Regions from separate parts of the Mus musculus genome. Here all the other regions are linked to region 1. A link is a contact called in public HiChIP or PLAC-seq, Micro-C and promoter capture Hi-C data. All regions are on one chromosome and are shown on one strand. The core of a region is the stretch at or near the end of the contact, and the rest is flanking DNA. Distances in the headings are between cores, read along the strand shown. Region 1 holds the start of Pfn1 (profilin 1). Region 2 holds the start of Atp1b2 (ATPase, Na+/K+ transporting, beta 2 polypeptide). Region 3 holds the start of Mybbp1a (MYB binding protein (P160) 1a). Region 4 overlaps Spns2 (spinster homolog 2). Region 5 holds the start of Slc25a35 (solute carrier family 25, member 35).

Region 1 (3,223 bases), core at 229-2,728:
CTCCCCGTCGGCCCTCCCCACGGGGTCGCCCTCCTTGCCTCCACCCTAGGGTCCCCACCTGTCGTGGCGTCCCTGTCCCGCCCCTCCTCTCTTATCTCCTGCCGCTCCCTGCGGGATTTTTCCACCCCCGGGCAGGAGGCGCGCAGATCAGAGGTCAAGGGATGGCGGGCGCAGGCCGCCACGTGCCCCAGCGCGGCCCCGCCCGTGACTCAGCCACGCGGCTGTCGAAGAACCTCGGCTGGGGGGCGTGGGGAGCCAGAATTTGGGGATGAACGTCAGGGAACCCAACCCGGCTCCAAAAGGCAGCGAACCAAGTACTTCCACTGGGAGAGGCTGCACACCCTGGCGCCCCTCCTCCGAGGGACCGGAAGCGGCCGAGCCCCTCGGAGGCCAGGGTCCCGGGTGACTCCTTTACTCCCTCCAGCCTCAGTGGCCTGCCATTCGCCCCTAGACCTGCTCGGCGGCGAGTGAGCTGACCGCACATAAATACTTAGCAAAAGTTTTTCTGGAAAAGAAGAAAGCCCCAGTGCGTCCAAAGTAGAGGGGACTTTCCTCTTCTTATAAAAGTTGTCATCCTTGGTACTTTAGTATTCTTCCGCCTTGAAAAATGAGTCCCGTCGTGTCACCCGGGTGGCGCCCCTATTCAGTGACCTCTGTAGACAGGGTTCAGGCATGGGGCGAGGCTGAGCTGGAGCGGATCCAGCGAAGGGAATGATTCCTCGGGAATCTAGGGACGCGCTCGAATGAACCCAACGTGTGCGCTGTACATGGCAGACGGTTGGGACAGGTGCCCTGGTTGGAGAGACCTTTAGTACTGAAAATGACTAGAGTATTATATCGATTTCACTTTTGCTCCCTTATCGTTTAGATAAATGTGGAGAAGGCAGCAGGGCCCAACCCGGGGCGTCTGCCCGTCCCGACTGCTGGGGACGCGTCTTCCCTCCTCGGATGGTCCAAATGTGTCCCGCCAGGCGCGCGCTCACGCAGCCAAGCCGCTAGCCCCAACCGCCCCACGCGCTGGCTTCTCACTGCCCCGGCGCAGGCGCGGGCGCACGCGCCGCCGCCCGCCGTTCCTTCCCTCCCGCGGAGGTGGGGGTTGGGGGGTGGAGGAATGATTCGGTTTAACCCTGGGTTCCCCGAACCCACTTCAACTTGCTCAACCTTACTAATTTTCTTTTTTTTTTTTTTTTCTTTTTCTTTCCCTGCTTCCTCTGGCTTCCTCCTTCTATAGCCAAGTGGTATTCAGGATGAATCGGAGCGAGCCCTAACCTTAACCTCTCCTGCCACCACCACTCTATATAGCCTTTGGCGTGGCTTTCCATCGAACTCGGCAAATTTTGCAAAGTGGGGGGAGGGTTTTTTAAAAATTGCATTTGCAAAAGTTCGCTATCTGGCCCGGCGGGGGGGGGGGGAGGATGGAGGGAGGGAATGGGGCGCAGGCCCCGCCCCGCCGCCCTTTGCAAATAAAAATCTAGAGGGGGGGGGGAGGAGCAGGAAGTGGCGGTGCGAGGGCTGCTGCACAGCTAACAGAGCCGCGTTCCGGACGGCAGCGCGTGCCCCGAGCTCTCTGCCTTCCCCCGCCCGCCAGCCCGAGCCCGAGCCCGCGATCCCAGCAACAGCCCGCAGAGCAGCCCCAGCAGCAGCGCCATGGCCGGGTGGAACGCCTACATCGACAGCCTTATGGCGGACGGGACCTGTCAGGACGCGGCCATCGTAGGCTACAAGGACTCGCCCTCCGTCTGGGCCGCCGTCCCCGGGAAGACCTTCGTTAGCATTACGGTACTGCGAGGCTCGTGCGGTCCCGAGCAGTGACCGGCCTTAGACCCTCTGGGGGACTGGGGTGGGGGCGGGCGCAGGCGAGCGAGGGCAGCGGGAGGCCGTGATCCGGTCCTCTCCCATCGGCGGGGCGAATGGCGGCTGCGTGAGACTGGCTCCCTCTGTGGTTCCCCGGGCTCTACGCCCCTCGGCGGCGGCGCCCATCTCGCCCGCCGCCCCGCTTTCTGCGACCGGGCGTTACATCCGGGGCCCAGGGCGGGGAGGGGCGCGGCGGCCGGTGCGGCGGCCCACTTCCGCCTCCTCCAGGGCGGGGCGGGCACGCGCTGCAGTTTTAGCCCGGGATTATGATTGATAAGGGGCTCCGGAGCCTGGACTCCCCTTCGGGCCGAATGCTCGCTCTCCCTCCACCATTGTTCCCCCTGACGCTGATGGGAGCGCCAGGCGCGTGGCCTTGGGCCCGGGCCGGACCTCGGTAGCCACCCTGCCCCTCCCAGCTCCGTTAGAGAGGGCGAGGCCGCCACACACACACACACCCCCCAAGTCGGCACGTTAGCCTCAACATTCCTGGGAGGCCGATTCCGGAAGTCCCCTCGCCCTCCCTTCCCGCCATCCGCCCGGGCCCGGCGTAGGGGAACTTTGTGAGAAGTTCTGAGACGGTAAAAGTGAAGGAATAAGGTTGCTGCTGTCCCTACCACCACCTTCCCTGACCACACTGCCCGGAAGTGGGGAGGGGGAGCGGAAGTTCGAATGGGGGGAGGGGATTTCCGGGCGGGAGGGTACCGGATATAGGGGTTTGGGGGTTTAAGGGGGAGAAGGAGAAAGGTTCTCTGGGATGTCTAGACTCACACACAGACTAGTCTCCTGCCCTAATAAACTTTTTGAACTTAATTAGAGAGCCCCCGGGGTCAGCTTCCTTATCTTGGGGCATAGCTACCTGGACCCAAACTCCAGGTTACCCGGAGACCCAGGCGTCCGGGCTCCTAACAACGCCTGCAGAACCTTTGACCAAATAAGGACAAAGTTACTTCTCCTCCCTTCCTACCCCCTCCCTTCCCCTCTTTGCTTCTGCTTTTCCTGAAGGGCTGTTCTGAGCATCCAAAGGCTCCCCCTCGATCATTGATCGATTTCTGGTACCCAGCATTTGCTTTCCCTATTAAGCATGAACATCTAAGACTTCAGAGGAATACTTTTTCCTCCTTGACCCATTTACCAGACTTTAGGACCATGATCGGTCTCTGCAATACCCACAGTACTGGGTTTTCCCCCCAACTTTTGGTGGTGTGGATGAAGCACCCTCAACTCCAGCTCCACAGTACATAAGAGGACAAGTTATGCAGGTGCACTAACTTAATGAGGTGATTAATTCTTTTAGCCAGCTGAGGTTGGTGTCCTGGTAGGCAAAGACCGGTCAAGTTTTTTCGTCAATGGGCTGACACTTGGGGGCCAG
Region 2 (2,925 bases), core at 354-2,853, 1.0 Mb after region 1:
TCCTGACCTCAATCAATCCTTTTACCCCAGGATCCCAGGTAGCTGAGTCCAGATATGGCCAGCATGCCTGGAAGATCCATTAAACTTAATTATGTCATTTCACAATGCTAGAATTACTTCCGTGATACTTGGAGTAAAATTGGAATTACAGTCAGACATAGTCATGAACACCTATAATTTCAGCAGAGGAAGGCAACCCTGGAGCTGGATATGGTGGTACACACCTGCAATCCCAGTATTCAGGAGTGGAAACCACCTTGGCTGCTTCAGACCAGTGTCCCAGACCAGCCTCAGATAAACAGGATCCTGTCTCAAGAAAAGAAAAATAAAAACCAACCAACCAACCAACCAAACAAACAAACAAAACACATTACTAGCATCACCGAGAGTAATAAAATATCATAGTGGCATATTTTTATAAACCCAGAATGTGGGGGGCAGAGGCAGGAGCATCTCTTCAAGGCTAGCCTTGTGTACAGGATCCACATGGTAGAAGAAAAAAACCAATTCCTCTAAGTATGGACTGTGGTGTTCCTGCCACAGAAAGAAATAAAGATAATGGCCTTCTTCCTCTTCCTCTTCCTCTTCCTCTTCCTCTTCCTCTTCCTCTTCCTCTCCTTCTCCTTCTCCTTCTCCTTCTCCTTCTCCTTCGATTTATTTATTATTATATGTAAGTACACTGTAGCTGTCTTCAGACACACAAGGTCAGATCTCATTATGGATGGTTGTGAGCCACCATGTGGTTGTTGGGATTTGAACTCAGGACCTTCAGAAGAGCAGTCAGTGCTCTTAACTGCTGAGCCATCTCTCCAGCCTGCCCCTCTTCTTCTTAAGCTATTGGGCTGCAACATCACTCCAAGGGAACCCAGGTTCCAGAGCTGGGGCATCAGGTGTAGGTGCTCCAGCAAGCGTGGGCTGGAGATCAGACCTGGTGGGGAGGGGCGGCTGGAAGGCAGGACCCATGCAGACCTGGCTGTAGATCAGGGACACAGGGAAATTTTGGGGCTCAAACAAGTTTGGAAAGATGGCAGGGACCCTGGTCATGGAGAACAGGTAGGTTGGACAAAGGAGCCAGTGGAACCGAGAAGAAGGGCGTCCTGTGGTGGCTTCTATCCCTCTCTATGTTCTAGTTTCTAGGCTCTTTCTTGGTGTCTGGCGCTTGCTTTTCTTTATTCCTCTCACATTCAGCCCTCTGTTCCGGAGGCTTTCGAAGTAACTCTATCTTAGTCTCTTTTTAAATTCCCTGCCCCGGGCCCCCCACTTTTGAGTACGTATCAGCTCGTCTTTCAGTTTGAGCCTCTCAGGAGGTGTTCTCTTCTTTAGGTCTACCCAGACTCTCACCCTCTTGTCTTCTTTTCCAATCTTGTTTCAGTACTGTACCTGGGGTCTGGGGTAGGAAGAACCCGCTAGGACCAAAAAAAAAAAAAAAAAAAAAAAAAAAAAAGGCGCCAGGGGGCGGGTCCAATCCATCTTCATTTGCATATGTATGAGGTCTCCTGAGCGAGCAACGAAGAGGCGGGGTTCCTGAGGGGTGGGTGGGAAGGGGGCGGACACCCTCAGAGTCACAGACTATAAAGACTGTGCGCAGGGTTCGCGCTCCCCGCACTGCTGAGGAGCGGAGCCTCCGATTGGGGGGCCCCTATCCTTGTCTTTCCCCCACAACTGCTTGTCCCCGCCCCAGCTCCCACTGGCTGGGCCAACTGTGGTGTGGCTGTCGCCGTTTGTCGGAGGAGCCTTAATCGGCCACCTGCCGCGTTCTACAGCCTCTTTGCATCTCGGATTTCGGGGCGGCTCCCTCCCCCATCTTTCCCTGCTTCTTTGCACCCCGCTTTTTCTGCGTTTCGCTCGAATTTTGGAGCCGTCTGGTTTTGCACCCCTTTTTGTTTTGCTTCTAGGCGGTGTGTGGGGTGAAGGTGCCTCGGCATCCCTTTCCCTGGTTATCTTTCCCTGTTTTGACAGCCCCCCTTTCTATCGCAGTCGGGGGGCCTAGCCTCGGTGCACCTTCGCCGCACTGCCAGCAGACCACAGTGCGTGGCTGTGCACCCCGGAATTTGCAGCAGCTGTATATCTGACTGGAGTCTCCCTGCCTCGCTCCCGCGCGCATTTGGTGCGTGGAGGGCTTCAGCGCGCGACGCCCCGGCTTCTCCGCAGCCCCCAGCAGCGCGCCGGGACTCGCCCCGTGCCTCCAAGATGGTCATCCAGAAAGAGAAGAAGAGCTGCGGGCAGGTGGTTGAGGAGTGGAAGGAGTTCGTGTGGAACCCGCGGACGCACCAGTTCATGGGGCGCACCGGGACCAGCTGGGGTACGCGGGGCTGGCGCGGGAAAGGTGGTAGCTGACCGCTCGGCGATGCCTTTGGGGCGCAGGGTCCCGCGGGCGTCGCCCCAGCTCCCCTGCCGGGTCCCTGGCGTCCAGCCCCCACTGTCGGGCTTTGGATCGGGAGGGGCCCCGAATCAGCGGTCTAATCTCTCTGACTGGCCGCTGCGGAGGCGGAGAAAGTAGGTCACTGCCGCCTGCCCGCCCCCCGCGGAGCCCCCTCGGGCGGGGGGTCGCGGGCTCTGCGCGCGTGTCCGTGCCACGGCGCTCCCGCTCCGGCTCAGGCCCTGCGGCTGCACACGGTCATCATCCCTCTCCCCGAAGAGTGCCCTAACTCTCCCTCTGGCTCTCACTAGCTAGCCAACCTCGTTTATTTTTAGCTCTCACCCACCCCCTTGGACCCTGGGAACATTCATGAGGAGGCGGATCTGGCAGGGGGGTCTTGGGAGGGGGGGTTCTTAACAGCGGAAGTTGTTTGTCTGTATTCCACCATTGGGCGTTTGGAGTCCTCTGTGGCTGCTTTGTGGGTGGGGGGCTGCCAGGAGGGATGGTATTTTTCCAGGCTTGAGGTTTTCAGATGTCAGAGGTGGAGGGAGTAATGGTCACTGTGC
Region 3 (2,999 bases), core at 344-2,843, 1.8 Mb before region 1:
ATCATGTTCCTACCCAAATCTTTTCAACGTTTCCCAAATCAGACGGCATGACTTGTGATTCTCTACCTCAGAGAGGATGTCCACCAGAGCCTTTATTGGCTGTCCCTGTAAGTGGTTGGGGTGTTGGGACAGGATCTTCAGCAATTGCACGGACTTCATCAGGGCCTCTTTGTCCTGGTATCCACAGAGAGCAAAAGGTGAAGAGCAGGGTCTGTTACCATCTGTTCCCCTCCAGCCCTAAACCAGTCCCTGCGCCCCGTGCCAAAAGCTCTTACCTTCACTAGGCGGCCTGACTGAAAGAGGGCTAGCACTCCAAAAAGGTTTGCAAAGAGACTAGGTCTCATCATTGCCTAGAAAAAGATTGAAAACACAGGTGAAGAGGGTCCCTCCCCATAGCTGTTCAGGAGCAGGTTGTCTGTCTGGGAATCTCACGCACCTTGTTCATGGCTTGTAGGCTGTATTTTTCTTGTATCTGATCCAGGATGTCACACAATGGGATGTCTTCAAAAGACTGCAACAGCTACCAGGCAAGACCAGAAAGAGCTCAGGAGTGGCCCAGGGACAACAAACCAGACCAAGTCCATTTCCCTCCTTCAGCTTTCCCCAATATAATCTCCGTGCTCCTCCCATCCCTCACAAGCGCTACTGCTTTCAAGGGACCACATCTTACATGGCTAAGCCCCACCTCCATCAAGGCTTCAGAAGGCCTAGGCTGCTTCTGTACCTCTTGGGAAAACCCATCCCATCCAAAGATCCTGTTCTGAGTTGCCTTGAGGCTGGTTAGTCTTCATTGCTTTTTGCTGTACAAATTTCTACGTGGTCTGTCATCAGTTGCCTTCCTAACCTGGAGGCGGCTCCCCAACCTTGCAGAAATCAACCTCAAAGTTCACTACTTCCAGTAACTGTAGCTAATACTCTGTAGCTGATAAACGTGTATCAGAAAGAAAACGTGTTCAACTCTTCCACCTGCCTGGACTTTGCTGTACATAGGCCATGTTTTGGCACTTCCTCCCACCCAAGTAAGGATGCCTGTATCCCCTCTGAAGCATCTCGGATTTCTTCTTACCCCGCAGCTTCGGTGCCCCCTACCCTTAGACGCCACCTTTGCCCAGCGAGATCGTGCCCTTGCCAGACACACAGTCTCACCTGTGCCAGCGCCAGGCTGTAGCAGGGCCTAGCGGCTTCTCGGCCCACCCCAAGCCCAGTGATTAGGCGCTTCAGGGCATATTTCATCTCCGAATCCTACGGAACCAAGAACATCCCTCGTGTTCAACAGTGATCTGAAGGGCCCACCCCTCCCCCTTGCATCCAGAGCCACGATGGGCCTGGGCCCCTCCATCATACATTGGGCCTTGTGCGCAAGTACTCCAACAACTTCTCCGTGGCCCGGAGCCGCGTTTCCTGATCCGGTTTCGCAATGTCCCAGAAGAAGTCCAAGAACTCGCGGCTGTGCTCCAGCAGGCTGTGGCGGTCGCTTTGCGCCGCTTCTGCGGGAGTCGCAGGCTCAGCTTTCGTGGGGCTCTTCATCTCCGCCATGCTGAGCCAAACACGTGGGCTCAGAAGACAGTCACTTCCAGGTCAGGTCTCGGCGCCTGCGCACTGGGACGTCCGAGTGAGGGCGGGGCCTAGCAGGTTGGAAGTGGCTTCCGTACGGCCTTGCCTTTCCCTTGTGGCTGTGGGTGGAGCAGAGTGTTCTCACACGCGCGTGTGCTCAGAAACTGATGCTTCGATCTCTTCCTTTAACCTGGAGGAGTTCCTGACGACCGGAGGTGCAAACAAATCCACGAAAAAGCCGTAGTATGATCTCTTCCCAGACCCGGGTCTGCTCGCGATCTAGTCCGAGACATCCGCTATTATTCCGCTTTTATTGTGTGCATCCGAACAAAGCCGCGGCTTCTGTGGACTTCCTTTCTAGTGGGAAGAGATGGTTGATGAACGAGTAGACAAATACATTTTAAATGATAGTTATGAGGAAAATAAGGAATGTAGGGAGCAGAGGGAGCCTTTTAAATGTTAAAAAACGTGAAAACATCGCCTGTTAAAAATTAAAGGGAGGGGCTGGAGAGATGGCTCATCGGTTAAGAGCTCTGACTACTCTTCCAGAGGTCCTGAGTTCAGTTCCCAGCAACCACATGGTGGCTCACAACCATCTGTAATGGGATCCAATCCACTCTTCTGGTGTGTCTGAAGACAGATACAGTGTATTCATAAAAATAAACAGCCGGGAGGTGGTGGCACACGCCTTTAATCCCAGCACTTGGGAGGCAGAGACAGGCGGATTTCTGAGTTTGAGGCCAGCCTGGTCTACAAAGTGAGTTCCAGGACAGCCAAGACTATACAGAGAAACCCTGTCTCGAAAAACCAAAAAAAAAAAAAAAACAAAAAACAAAAAAAAAAATAAAATAAAATAAACAACATTTTCTTAAAAAAAAAAAATTAAAGGGAAGCCGGGCATGGTGGTGCACACCTTTGATCCCAGCACTTGGGAGGCAGAGGCAGGTGGATTTCTGAGTTCAAGGCCAGCCTGGTCTACAAAGTGAGTTCCAGGGCAGCCAGGGCTACACAGAGAAACCCTGTCTCGAAAAACCAAACCAAACCAAAACAAAACAAAACAAAAAAAACCAAAAAACCCAAAACCACACACACACACAAAAACAAAACCAAAAAAAAAATTAAAGGGAAAATTCTATAGATTCTAAGATTCTATTTAAGAGACCATGACAAGACTGACATGTGAGCTGACAGCTGAGGGACAAGATGGGCTCTATTGTCCCCAGGGCAAAAATCTAAGAGCAGGCCAAGGACATTTCTTCTACAGAGGCCACTCATCTCTTACGGGAATGAGGTCAGTAAGGTGAGGAGGAGGACTCAGGTGCCAGGAGCAAGGTTATATAGAACCCAGGGCCAGGCTCAAGGGTTCAGAATTTCTTCAGAGAGTGCAGGGAGGATTTACATCTGATTTACAGTTTTAAAAGGTCAACTGTTAGCTGAGAGCAGCC
Region 4 (2,901 bases), core at 275-2,774, 1.8 Mb before region 1:
GCAGTGATCCTACCCACTGCAGGAGCAAAAAGCCAGAGTGGGAGAGCCAGACGGCCCTGCTGAAAATGGTGCCATGTGGCCAAGGTCCAGGTGCCTGCCTCAGGTTCCTTCAGTCACTCAGTGAGGGCTTTTGAAAGCACTCCCTTCACAGGGGTGGGATGGGACATGCTAGGCCTCAGAATGTAAGCCCAGTCCTGGTCTCTAGGGACGTGTGTCCCCCTGTGGCCTTCTCACGCTGCAGCCTGACCCATCTCCTGCTGTTCCCAGTATAGCATGAATATTCTCTGACGTCAGGGGCGTCTGTGGGGACCATCCTCTTCCCAGTCTAGCATCAAGTGATATGATTTAAAGCGAGGGCTTCAGAGTCAGCTAAACTACAGTTTAATTTTGACTCAGACATACAGTTGCCCTGTGACATCACTTCTTTCAGCTGGGTCATCTTCTCTGTAAGATGAAGTTAGAGAGAGAATCGACAGAAATGATGAATGCATGTGCCAAGTGTGTGTCCAGGGCCTGGTCTGTCATAACTGATCCATCAGTGACAACTGCAGGCGTTATTAACAATAAGCATCGTGCTTCATTAACCATCGTACAATATGATTAGAAGACTTGAAATTTATATAATGTGTGTGTGAATGTGACAGTGTGCGCGTGCCTGTGACAGTGTGTGCGTGCCTCTGTGTGTGTGTGTGTGTGTGTGTCAGTGTGTGTGAGAGTATGTGTGTGTGCTTGTGTGTGTGTGTGTGAGAGAGAGAGTGTGTGTGCGTGTGTGTGTGAGAGTATGTGTGACTGTGTGTAAGAGATAGTGTGTGTGTGTGAGAGAATGTGTGTGAGAGAGTATGTGTGTGTGTGAGAGTATGTGTGTGTGAGTGTGTGAGAGAGTATGTGTGTGTGCATGTGTGTGTGAGTATGTATGTGAGAGAGTATGTGTGTGTGAGAGAGTATGTGTGTGTTCGTGTGTTGTGTGAGAGAGTATGTGTGCATGTGTGCATGTGTGTGACTGTGTATGAGAGATAATGTGTGTGTGTGAGAGTGTGTGTGCGTGTGTGTGAGAGTATGTGTGCATGTGTGCGTGTGTGTGACTGTGTGTGAGAGATAGTGTGAGGGGGAGCGAGAGAGTGGTGTGTGTGTGTGTGTGTGTGTGTGTGTGTGTGTGCATGTGTTGTCATCATGGTGAACTCCTAGGCACGTTTCATTACCCACTTTGACATTAGCAGGATTTGGTGACCCTTACTGATTCACAGGCTTTAAGTACATCAAGCTGTGCAATTCATGGTAGGACCTGCACTTTGGCTAGACAAGAGGCACTGCCTACTCAGATTGTCTCTGCCCACTCCCCACCCAGTTCAGACTGGCATACAGAAGGCAGTTGTTCCTCTTCCCCTCTAAACATGTGTAAGCCCTTTGAGACTAAGCTTTTCCTCGTCCACATCCTGATCTGATCTTGGGCAGGTCTTAGGAGGCAGAGCTGACAAGAAAGCATTCTTTCTGTAGATGTAAGGAAATAATACTGGCCCTGGCTAATGTAAACACGAGCCTTGTTGACCCAGCCTGCGCCTCGGAGGGCAGGGCATGAAGCACCTTCCCCCACACTGTCTCATCCAATACTCAAGCCACCAGAGCAGCAGCTATTTTTATCTTCATTTTACAGATGAGGAAGTTGGCGTGGGGAGCTGGCTTAGAGTGGCTCATGAGAGTCGATTGTTAAATTTTTAGGAATTGTGTGAGCCGATTGTTAGACACAGCCATTGTTAGAACTAAATCATAATAAACTTACAACTGAGTGATCTGTACTGAAAGAAGCTGATAAATTCTCAGAAGTCATCGCTTCCTAATTACTTTCTTACATCAAGACATTATCAGTGTGCTTAAGGTAAACTCCTTTTATCTGAATGGTGGAAACGCCTATGACTGAACAAGGTACTAAGCTCTGAGCTTCACATCTCTTAGGTGACTTGGCCTCAGCCGGGTAGAGTGTTTATACTGTGGAGATGCACAACCCCCAGGCATCGTGGGGCCCCTCCTCTGTCCCTTTTTAGAGAACCTGTTTCTACACATTTACCAGCACATCAATGAGGCTGACAATGACAGAGATGTGACCTGGCAAAGGAGCCTACCTAAGAAGGTGCAGAGCTGGGGTTGAACCCTATGGCGCAAGGACTGATTCTGCCCAAAGCTTAAGTCACAGACCTGAATTACCAGGTCCCCTCTCCTGTGTTTTCAAGTCTAGCGGAGAAAAGAACCCTTCATGCTACTCTGAGCAACCCACTTTGCCCTGCTCACGCCCTTCCTCTCGTCATTGCTCCTCCCCCTAAATACTGTCTCCCCAGAGGCTGCTAAACCACATACACATGAACCTAGCGTACAGAGGTCAGTGTTGTCTGGCCATCTGCCTACTGGCAGTGGGACTGCCTTCCATGAGACAGAGGGGACTCCCTGTCTGTGTAGTTGGCCTCTATTCTACCTGGATCTCTGTATCTCACCTAGAACACCAACCCCTCCCATCATCAACAGTGGCATTCTCTCCCAAGTCCCTGAACATTACTGTGCTCTTGTCCCAGCAGAGCCAAACCAGGTCATTAGTTCTTTGTTCAGCATCTCCTGCCTTCCCCGTGAGGATCCCACTCCATCTGGCCTCTTAGCCTTGTCTTCCACCCTTCCCCCTCCGTCACTTTGCTTCAGACACTCTGGCCTCTTTCACGCCCCGCAAACACACCAAGTGCACTCTAGCTCTCCTTTCCCCGGTACTTCTATGACTGTTTCCTTGTCTCCTGCAGGTCTTTGCTGAGTTGAAATGTCACCGTCTCTTCTATTTAATACTGTATGATCTGTCTTCTCTCTCATACATGTATTCTCAATAAAATTTTATGATAATGTCTATCATACTCTAAGGCAACACTG
Region 5 (3,334 bases), core at 128-2,627, 1.7 Mb after region 1:
AACTTCACAAGAGTCTATAATTATTCCTGTCTTATCAACATGGCAACAATGAGTGCTAGGAAGTGTGATTCAAAGTTCAGTTGAATGCATACCGCTAGGATGCATACCTGTTAACTGAAGCACTGAGAAGACTCAGGGTGGACTGTAGTTAGAAGCCAGGCTGGGCTACAAGAGCAAGTGTTGATACTACAATATAGGGAGACCCTGCCTCAACAAACAAATGACACCCCAACTCAAAGGAGTTCTCCTTACGCTAAGTCTGTAATCTTCATCAACACATTGCAGAGTCTGTTGGGTGTCTGTGTATAAGGCAGATCAGAAGGCCTTGAAGCTTGCCAGCATTTTCCTGTGCCATTTTCTGCTTATGGGGCACAGCACCCTGTCACCAATGCCTTTGTAAAGGGCAGGCTCCCACCCTCTGCCAAAAGTCTTTTCTGAAAGCCCCAGACCAGACAGACCCCTCTTCTTACCATGTAGATTGGGCTTCCCAGATATGCTCCCATGACCCCAGCAAGGGCCCCAGCTGCGGCGCTGCGGACAGGACTGTGGGTGCCTTCATTAGTGTGCAGGTAACCCCGAGACTCTGCCAGCCCGTAGGTGCCCAGTCGGATGCCATTCATCAAGAACTGGTACAAGAGCGCAGGGCCCAGGCCCTTCTGCAGGGCAGCTAGGCCATCCACCTTGCCAATGGTGAAGAAGGCGTGGAAGACGTTTCGGTAGTGGCGCTGGTAGGTGCCTGGGGCCTGCAGTTCTCCCTGCAATTGCATTCTGGTCTTCACAACCTCCAAGGGATTGGTGAACACACAGGCTCCACAGGCTGCTACACCACTCATTAAGAAGTCCATGGTAAAGGTAGAAACAGCTTCAGAAAGCAGGGATGGATATGAACAACACCTGGCTCTTTGAAGCCCAGGCTGCAACAGGTAGAAATTTAAGAGAGCTAAATTGTCTGGGTCAAATGTCAAGAAGTCAAGTGAGGTTAGAGGGAGTTTGGGGATCAGAAGGTAGCAAAAGGAAAGAAAGAGGAGTGTAGTAGGGTATGGCAACAAGGCCCTGTTGACAAGGGAACTGAGATCAGGGAGGAGCAGAAGTTAGAAGCTGGCAGGTGGGAATGCCTAGGATGGGGGTACCAGAGCGTATCTTAGGAAAACGGAGTTACGAAATGGTAGCTGGAGAAGCAGGAAAAAGAAAAGCAACAACAGAAAAAGAATCAGAGGGAAAAGCCGAAGGTGGCTCGACAACAGCGAGAGGAGGGTTGTGAAAGAAGTTAGGATTCCGGCTAAGAATAAGCGTGGCAAAGTAGCTGCGGGAGCTAGAGCACCTTTACCCGAGGTAGTCTGCAGAGGCCGGGCGGCCACTCTCGGGTCCTTGGAACGCAGCGCCAATGGGGACTCTCCAAGAGCTGCAGCCGAGCGCCTCAGCCAATCAGCGAAGAGCCGGCTCAGCAGCCAATGGGAGGCGCTGCCATCGGCCGGGCCCTCGGCCTCAACTAAAACGGGTTGGGTTAACTCTCCTCGCCCCGGCTCCCAGGCCTGGCATTGGGAGGGTGCCGGAGGCGGGGAGATGTTTTTGGTTTTTGTTTTTGTTAATCACTGTCCAGGAACTGGGGTGGGCCGGGATGCAGAGGCTGAGCGCGGAGGGTTGGGCAGCGACTCCTGTGGGTGGCGGGCTCTCTGCGATCGTCCTCAATCCCAGGTCATCTCTGTTTGGGGTTTGCCTGACCGCAGACACGCCCAGCGCTGTTCGGATGCCAGGATAGTCCGGAAACTGCAGTCCCGCCCGCCGGGGCGATGGTACACACCTGCTGGACAGCACCCATCCCCTAAGGCCGAGTAAACTGTAGGGTCTAGTACCAGGGTGTGGCCAGCTGCGGGCGCCCAGGGAGGGAGGCCTGAAGGCCAGCCAGGGGAAAAAAAAAAAAAAAAACAAAACCTTGATCTTATTAAGCTCTTGATCGTCACAATGACCTAGAGGAGGCCGGGCAGGTCAAGACAAGGATTTCCATCTCCTCCTCAGCGAGGCTTAGGTTACAGAAACAGACTTGTTTCTTGTCCTTGCTTCATTCGTATGAATAATTATGAAAGAGCCCGGGGGGGGGGGAGGCTGGAAAAGAGCTTAAAGAGAAAGCTTGGAGAAAGAAGGTAGGAGTTTAGGTGGCGTCATTTGGGCGGCAGGAAGAAGCAGAGGGCTCACCTGAGTCAACTACCCTGCTTAGCGCTGAATTCCGGTTTATATTTTCCTTCCTACTATATAGATGACCGTGGGCAAGTTTCTTATCTTCTCAGGAACCCCTTGTAAAATGAGATAATATCTGTGGGACATACTCCAAAGGAGAGGTTGCCCTTGTGTTACACGCTCAGTAATTTACTGGGAAGTCTGGAGTTGACAGAACTCTTCCCACTTCCCCGAGGTCCCCGCAGCTTTCTTTGGTGACGTTCAGGTCAGGTTGAGCATCTTCTGATGGCTTTTCAAGTTGTCCCTATTCAGCCTCATTCTACTTTGTTCCTCAAACATACCTATTTTTAGGAATACCTCAAAAACATTCCTATTGTTCTTAGCTAGTGGTTAATTTCCCTACTTCACGATACTGGAAACTCTAGAAGCTTGGGGGTGGGAGAGAGGCAGATCTGAGTCTTAGGTTGTTTGCCAGACAACTTTGCTGTGTGTAGCCTTTAGGAGCCTCAAACTCAAAATCCTCCTGCCTCAGCATGTGGAGTGCTGAAGATTTCCAGCCTGCTGCCCTACTGGGTGACACCACACTTGGCTTCACACCCTGAGCTTAAAGCCTAGGGTTCTCAAAAGTATGGTGGCTATAGCAGCAGTAGTGCCTGAGAACTTAGAAATACATCCAGTCTCACTGGAAACTCCCTGAACCAGAAGAACTCTGCAGGTGGACCCCCACATTCTTTCACTAAGTCCCCCTGGGTGCTTAACATTCAGCATTACTGGGTGACACTTTCTGTCTTTAATACCAGATGCCCAAGAGATTGACAGATTTTAAGGTTTTTTTTGTTTGTTTATTTGTTTGTTTTGGTTTTTTTTTAAGTAATTTTTATTCTTTCTCAAGGCAGAGTTTCTCTGTGTAGCCCTGGCTGTCTTGGAACTCACTCTGTAGACCAGGCTCACCTCAAACTCACAGAAATCTGCCTGCCTCTGTCTCCCAAGTGCTGGGATTAAAGGCAGCAAATAAGAGCAAGTGGCTGATCTTTCACAGGACCCAGTTTTGTTGCTTTGTTTTGAGACAGGGTTCCTCTGTGTAGCCCTGGCTGTACTGGAACTCACCCTGAAGACTAGGCTGGCCTCGAACTCAGAGATTCACCTGCTTCTGCATCCT

The links. Promoter capture Hi-C pulls out the DNA fragments that hold promoters and counts their contacts. Hi-C and Micro-C count contacts between places; a contact is called where the count stands out from the background. HiChIP or PLAC-seq counts read pairs in DNA pulled down with a chosen protein or histone mark.
Region 2: a promoter capture Hi-C map of pre-B cells shows a contact between it and region 1, with 4 times the contacts expected there. The contact joins the promoter of Atp1b2 here to the promoter of Pfn1 in region 1. A contact is called at or near these places in 2 of 39 promoter capture datasets (hippocampal neurons and pre-B cells) and 1 of 115 datasets of contacts at active chromatin or transcription factors (embryonic forebrain).
Region 3: a contact with region 1 is called in a Micro-C map of embryonic stem cells, with 2.8 times the contacts expected there. The contact joins the promoter of Mybbp1a here to the promoter of Pfn1 in region 1. A contact is called at or near these places in 3 of 39 promoter capture datasets (all in embryonic stem cells), 2 of 484 Hi-C or Micro-C datasets (embryonic fibroblasts and embryonic stem cells), 5 of 115 datasets of contacts at active chromatin or transcription factors (embryonic forebrain, embryonic stem cells and large pre-B cells) and 1 of 9 other capture datasets (embryonic stem cells).
Region 4: an HNF4G HiChIP or PLAC-seq map of pancreatic cancer cells shows a contact between it and region 1. The contact joins the enhancer-like site here to the promoter of Pfn1 in region 1. A contact is called at or near these places in 1 of 39 promoter capture datasets (embryonic stem cells) and 3 of 115 datasets of contacts at active chromatin or transcription factors (embryonic forebrain, embryonic stem cells and pancreatic cancer cells).
Region 5: a contact with region 1 is called in a promoter capture Hi-C map of pre-B cells, with 2.3 times the contacts expected there. The contact joins the promoter of Slc25a35 here to the promoter of Pfn1 in region 1. A contact is called at or near these places in 2 of 39 promoter capture datasets (liver and pre-B cells), 2 of 115 datasets of contacts at active chromatin or transcription factors (embryonic limb bud and pancreatic cancer cells) and 1 of 9 other capture datasets (liver).

Annotation. Positions count from the first base shown.
Region 1 is chr11:70,652,905-70,656,127 of GRCm38.p6, reverse strand. It overlaps Pfn1 (profilin 1), which reads left to right and starts at 1,478. Exons shown (of 3, transcript NM_011072.4): 1 at 1,478-1,779; 2 at 3,149-3,223. The coding sequence starts at 1,648. It also overlaps a transcript of Eno3 not described here.
Region 2 is chr11:69,604,638-69,607,562 of GRCm38.p6, reverse strand. It overlaps Atp1b2 (ATPase, Na+/K+ transporting, beta 2 polypeptide), which reads left to right and starts at 1,603. Exons shown (of 7, transcript NM_013415.6): 1 at 1,603-2,302. The coding sequence starts at 2,191.
Region 3 is chr11:72,439,921-72,442,919 of GRCm38.p6, reverse strand. It overlaps Mybbp1a (MYB binding protein (P160) 1a), which reads right to left and starts at 1,593. Exons shown (of 26, transcript NM_016776.3): 1 at 1,345-1,593; 2 at 1,147-1,242; 3 at 437-520; 4 at 276-350; 5 at 67-174. The coding sequence starts at 1,536.
Region 4 is chr11:72,465,909-72,468,809 of GRCm38.p6, reverse strand. The region is part of intron 2 of Spns2 (spinster homolog 2); the gene reads left to right. Among named protein-coding and RNA genes, the nearest start is that of Gm40194, 10 kb to the right of the region's middle. Within about 2 kb of position 1,524, at least 162 of the 459 cell types and tissues checked have an H3K27ac peak or open chromatin away from gene starts, as enhancers often do. A contact at or near this core is called in pancreatic cancer cells, where this site is marked.
Region 5 is chr11:68,966,174-68,969,507 of GRCm38.p6, reverse strand. It overlaps Slc25a35 (solute carrier family 25, member 35), which reads right to left and starts at 1,377. Exons shown (of 5, transcript NM_028048.2): 1 at 471-1,377. The coding sequence starts at 845.